2 separate regions of the Mus musculus genome follow, and region 1 is linked to region 2. The links are chromatin contacts, called in public Hi-C maps. All regions are on one chromosome and are shown on one strand. Each heading gives the region's core, a stretch centred on a gene start, on an enhancer-like site or on the middle of the called end of the contact. The rest is flanking DNA. Distances are from core to core; before and after follow the strand shown.

Region 1 (2,990 bases), core at 433-2,932, 650 kb after region 2:
TCCTCAAAAGAATTGATAGCCTAACAGGGCATGTGGAATTCTAGACACATAACTCTGAAGGAACATGGATAATATACCACCAAGATCATGCTTCAGTTAACACACACACATACACACACTCATTCACACATACACACACATATAAAGTCACATACGTATACATACTCACACATATACATACCCACCCATATATACACACATAATCATTTACACATACTCACACTTACATATACACTCACAGAATGCATACACACACTCACATATACATACCCACACATACACATACACTCGCACATATAACACACTCACACATGTACACACACACTCACACATACACACCCACTTACATACATACACACATGCACACACACATGTGCACACACACACACACATACATACACACCAGAGGCTGACCTTAGCCAGTGAAGACCAAGGAAAGGAACCGTCAGGTAAACAAGGCTGAGAAAAGTGGAGAAGACAGGTAAAAGCCTTCAGGGACAAAGCACAAAGTGACACTATGGGGGAAGAGCAGGTAAAGAGGATGCTGGGTAGGGACATGTGAGGGCCAGGGGCCCAGAACCCACCCTGACTTAAACCATGACCCAAGTCAGCAATTGCTTTCAGCTGCCTCGGCATACACATCTGTAAAATGGTTTTATTCCTTTCTTCTATAAGTGTGCCTGGCTCTGGAAGCTTGAAGCTGTCTTCTGGGCATGCGGAAATCCTTCACACACAGGAGAGCTCAGGTGTCAGGACAAGAGGGAAGGGCAGCCGTGAGATCTTGACATACTGGCTGGCCCTCTCCAATTTTCGAAGGTCTGGCTCCTAAAAATAGAAGACTCCATAGGTCTAAAGTTCCCAACAGTACAACAGACAAAGAGGAAAGAGTCGAATCCCAGTCCACCTGAATTGAAGTCCTCGGCTTTGTCATTTACAGTTTTCCCTTGGGCATGCTTCCTCGGGGTCTTCTCCTGTCAATGTGGCTACATGAGAAAGTAGGAGGAACAGGTTAGACCAGAGAAGGGACTGGCTCTTAAGAAAGTAGAGAGCCTTGCACCTCCAGCATGTTCCTCCAAAGCAAATACAGACAGTCCTATGTGAGGGATCCACATGGCGCTTGATGACCCCTGCTGGAGTCCTGTGCAGACAGTCATGTGGCCCTTTGGAGAACAAAGCCCTAAGCATCGCACATAGCATGATTCCTCTGGGGTAGGAGCAGCCACTTCTGTTTGCAAACAGAACACTAGACAACAAACTACAAAAGGGACTTGAGGGAGTTTACTCCTGGGGCCCAGGATCCTGGGCAGGGGCAGTGTGGCTGGAAGCAGGCGTACCTTTTCAATTTGTAATCGCTTTTGAGTCATATTCAAAAACATTCCAAGATGAAATAAAGCGAAAGAAGGCTCAAGCTGCCCTGCAGTTGGGAGCCCTTTGGGGAACTGAAGTGAGCAAGCCAGCCCCTCTAATCCAGATGGACAGGCAGACAGACAGATAAACAGCTTAGAGGCCAAGGTCCCACAGGGCCTGAGGAATGGGCTGTCCCACCCCAGCCCAGCAGGCAGTGGCTGCCCTCTCACCCAGACCCCTGCTGGCAAGCACCGTCCACTCCCTGATCTTCCCGGAATGGACGCTTCCCCAGGCTCATTGCAAAACATCCTGGCTGGAGCTGCAGCCAGGAGTCCAGAAGCAAAGCTCCCTCTGCAGAGCGAGATGCCGCTTCCTGAGGACATTCCGGCCTGGTGTGAGGGCCTGTGGCAGGAGAGGGCAGGAAAGGCCAGGCAGTCATCGGCAGCCAAACTGGGGCCACAGCAGGGCCACGTGCTCACTGGGACGACATCTGGCTGGAGCCATAGCCCAGGTTTTAGAGGACTTGTAATCAGGCACCTCCTCAAGCCCTGCCACCGTCTCTGCTGCAACCCCCTCCACCAGACCCACTGCAGACTCGCTGGGCTTGTTAAGGGAGAAGGGAGCCTCCTTATAAAGAGATCCCTATTCGCAGGCTGCTCCACACACCACGATCCCTTTGCAGAGCTCCAGATTGATTCCAGCCTGGACCAGCTGTCACAAGGGGTCACCCAGGCCCTTCTCTTAACCCCACAGGATGGCAATTCCTTCACCTGGGTTAGAAAGAGATTTTTTTTTTTTTTAGCACAGAGCTCCCTTTTCAAATGTCATCCTCCTGAGAACCTGGCGAGGAATAAAAACACTGAGTGTGACACTGGTGAGAGGCAAGCAGAGAAGCCTGGATTCCAGCCCCTGGGCAGAGCCTAGGAAGCCTGGAGACTCGGAAACCCTTCTGAACATCAGGAAGCCACAGAGACCCTGGCTCTGGTTCTGTCCCTCTGTGCCCTCTCTCGGGCATCTCATGCCCAAAGCAGGTGTATTCTCTACCGCTCTCATCTTTGTCTGGCTAAATTCCAGATCCCAGTACTCACTGTCCACTGGACACCACCTAGATATCCGATAGGCTATAAGAACATCCAAAGCCATCACCTCACACCTCCCCTAATGCAAATGGCTCCTGTCATCAAATACCATTACATCAGCTCTTCTGCACCTTCTAGATTCTCTCCTGGTCAGGATTCACTACTGCCAACATTACCACAACCACAGCCTTCACCATCGCTGTCACCACCATCAACAGCAGCACCACAACCACCACTATCATCACCATAATCATCAGCATCACTGCCAACTTAAAAAAAAAAAGCCACTATCATCATTGTCACCACCAAGACCATAAACATCGCCACCAATATTACAAACATTACCACCATGACCCATCACCATTACCACCACCAAGACTACTACCATCACCATAATCATCATCAACACCGTCGATACCATCACCACAAACACACAAATATCACGGTCAACATCATCACTTTGTCATTGCCATTGCTGTCAACACCACCACCATCACCATCTTCACCAGCACACTCCCTCAACTACTGCCATTGCCTTTATCATCACCTCATCGGTACCATCAG
Region 2 (2,787 bases), core at 229-2,728:
CACTTTTGCATGCATGCGGAGGTTAGAGGACAGGAGTTGGTTTTTTTTCTCTATCATATGTGTCCCATGTATCAAATTTCTGTCATCAGTCTTGGTGGTAAGCATCTTTACCCACAGAGCCAACACATTGGCCCACAATGGTCCATTTTAATGATTCAATATGAATATGCTGCACATTCCCATGGAGGACATTCTTGTGTGTGTGTGTATTCACACTCATGTGCATGTACATGAAAGCCAGAAGTCAACTTCAGTGCAGTTCCTTAGGCGCCATCCACCTTATTTATGGAGAAAAGTTTCTCACTGCCCTGTTGCTTGCCAGGCCAGTGCCTGAACTAGCTCAGCTGCTCAGTGAGCCCTAAGAGTCAGCCTGTTTCTGCAGTGCTGAGATTCCAAGTGTGTGCCATGATAGCTGGCATACTGTTTTTACTTGGTACAGGGTATCAAACGCAGGTCATATGCTGTGCAGTGACTACTTTACACACAGCTGTCTCCCTAGCCCCATGTGTAACCTTTGTCATTTCCTTGCATGAGTTCTAGACACAGACCCAGTGCTCCAGAGTGAGTCCCCTTTTCTAAGCTTTTAATGAACATTCCTGGTATCCAGATCTTCCCTTCTTATCTGGGCTCAATGCCACCTTGCAGCCCACAGGGGACACAGAGGGACCAGTTATGAGTATGCTTTGGGGGTCTTGGAAGTTACCCAGAAAAGCAGCCTGGAGGAGGCACTGAGCAGAACCCAGAGTGACAGATGGACACTCTCTGCAGGCTCACAGAGGGGCTTCTGCAGCTTGCTAGGAGGCTGTTTCTTTCCAGGTTCTTATTCTTCAAGGCCTGATGGAAGCCCACCCTGTCCTCAAAGCCTTCCTGGGCTTCTATCCTTGCGGGCTCCATTGCAAAGCTAATTTTGTCTGGTCTGTGCTGCCTCCTATGGACAGTGATTGTAAAAGTCAGTGTCGCCCATAGGACAGGTGGCACACACAGGCCTTAATAAATAAATTAATACATCAATAACTGGCTAGGGGAGCCTGGACTTGAGCCCTATCTCTACAGTGACCCCCATGGGATCCATGGGGCTCTGTGCAAAGCCCTGAGGTAATCATGAGTAGGAATGAGTACCCCAGGAACCACCTGTCTCCCCTCTCAGATCTAGGTTTGCAGGGAGCCACTCTCTCAAGCCTGAGGCCGGGCTGTTTGCGCTCTGCACAGGGATGTGGATATCTCTGTGCCTTTCCCTTCATCCTTCCAGGAGCAGGTTTCCGGAGACAAATATACCCTCCGCACCAGCCCCTCGATCTGTCTAAACACAATTTGACATGCGTTGCTATTAGCTTAGCACCTTATCAAATAATGTGGCTTGATCGAGATAAAAGGTTTTACAACCCTGGCTGCCTTTGTTTCTGCCTGCATTCACCCGCCGAGACAGCTAATAATTACCACCAAAGACAAAGAGAAATCTATACGCACGGCTTCCAGCTCTCGTGTGCATGTTAAGCAGCGGCAGGAGAGAGCTGGGAGGAGCCGGCTGGCGTTTGGTCTTGGCCAATCCTAGGGGCAGGAGGCCAGCCCCAGAACCTGGCCTAGTTGAGGTAGCCAGTGGTGAGCTGAAAGGAAAGACAGACGGATATGCTGGAGATGGTGCAGCCCTCGAATGTTGGAACCCTAAGTCTGTGCTACTAGGAGCTCTTTGATCTTCACTGAATCTCTGCTATGGGTCTGCCACAGGAGTCAAGACACCTTGGCTCTTGGGTGAGCATGCTGTCTAGCTCCACTTTCCCCACCCAGGAAGTTGAAGGGTTGTGGGTGGTGGAAATGGTCATTTCAGGCAGAAAATGGCTTAGATGACATCATCTAGGTCTGTATCATGGCTAAACCTGCATGAGGCCTTGACCACGGGTGCTGAAGGAGGAGACAGAGGCCTTAACTTGAGACTCTTGGGCAGACAGTCTTCCCCTCTGGGGCAGCAAACATGGAAGGTGCAAGGAGAGTTCAAGGAGAGCTCTAGGAATGAAAGCAAGCTGGGAAAGCTTCCTGGAGGAAGAGGGTTTGAGCAGTACCCAGATGGATGAGCAATGATACAGGTTGTGTGAGAAAGGTGTTAGAGCTTTGAGTCTGGATTATAGTGTCTGTAGGCACTGGTGGTCTCTAGGGTTTAACAATTGCCCCAGAACCAAGACTGAAGGGATATCTTGGAGTTCCCATCCACTACAGCCCTTGCCTGCTGTGAGAGGGGTAGAACCAGTGACAAGCTGCTAACTGTTGAAATGTTACTTTAGAAAACACACTTTAGCCAGGGCTACACAGAGAAACCCTGTCTCAAAAAAACAAAACAAAACAAAACAAACCACCACCACCAACAACAAAAGCAACTCCCACGTAAACACTTTCACTATTGCCAACTCCAAGACATCAGTAAGATGTCACTGAATGTAGAAAGGGTAGAGATGAGCGTGGGTGGCTCTTGTGATTGAGTGAAAACCCCAGCACAGCATGGGTTGGAGTTTACTGTGGACTCAAGGAGTCAAGTCAGTAGCCTCCAAGGCATCAGTAATCAAGAAGATAGAGCAGCACACAGGTCTCTTTCACCCCCACTTGCTCCTATGGCAGACATCACTAATCAATTATACTTTTGTCAAGCTGAGGATCCTTCTCATCCAAGAAAGTGCAATGGGTTGGTTAAAGCCAGCATGTAGTTCCATTGCCTGATCTAGACTTAATTTCCTCAAAAGCTCCTGAGTGATGAAACTGAAGAAGAATTCTCCTAAAATGATCAGCCCTGATGGCCTC

Evidence for each region. Hi-C and Micro-C count contacts between places; a contact is called where the count stands out from the background.
Region 1: a Hi-C map of the N1E-115 cell line shows a contact between it and region 2, with 6 times the contacts expected there. The contact joins two enhancer-like sites. A contact is called at or near these places in 3 of 484 Hi-C or Micro-C datasets (3T3-L1-derived adipocytes, the N1E-115 cell line and embryonic fibroblasts) and 4 of 115 datasets of contacts at active chromatin or transcription factors (astrocytes, forebrain, oligodendrocyte precursor cells and 1 more).

What each region holds. Positions count from the first base shown.
Region 1 is chr14:25,302,984-25,305,973 of GRCm38.p6, forward strand. The region is part of intron 2 of Zmiz1os1 (a long non-coding RNA gene); the gene reads right to left. LOC115486423 (a long non-coding RNA gene) reads right to left here. Exons shown (of 2, transcript XR_001781198.1): 2 at 638-2,990. Among named protein-coding and RNA genes, the nearest start is that of Gm41113, 75 kb to the right of the region's middle. Within about 2 kb of position 1,683, at least 107 of the 459 cell types and tissues checked have an H3K27ac peak or open chromatin away from gene starts, as enhancers often do. A contact at or near this core is called in the N1E-115 cell line, where this site is marked.
Region 2 is chr14:24,649,598-24,652,384 of GRCm38.p6, forward strand. No RefSeq gene overlaps it. Among named protein-coding and RNA genes, the nearest start is that of Gm31775, 14 kb to the right of the region's middle. Within about 2 kb of position 1,479, at least 29 of the 459 cell types and tissues checked have an H3K27ac peak or open chromatin away from gene starts, as enhancers often do. A contact at or near this core is called in the N1E-115 cell line, where this site is marked.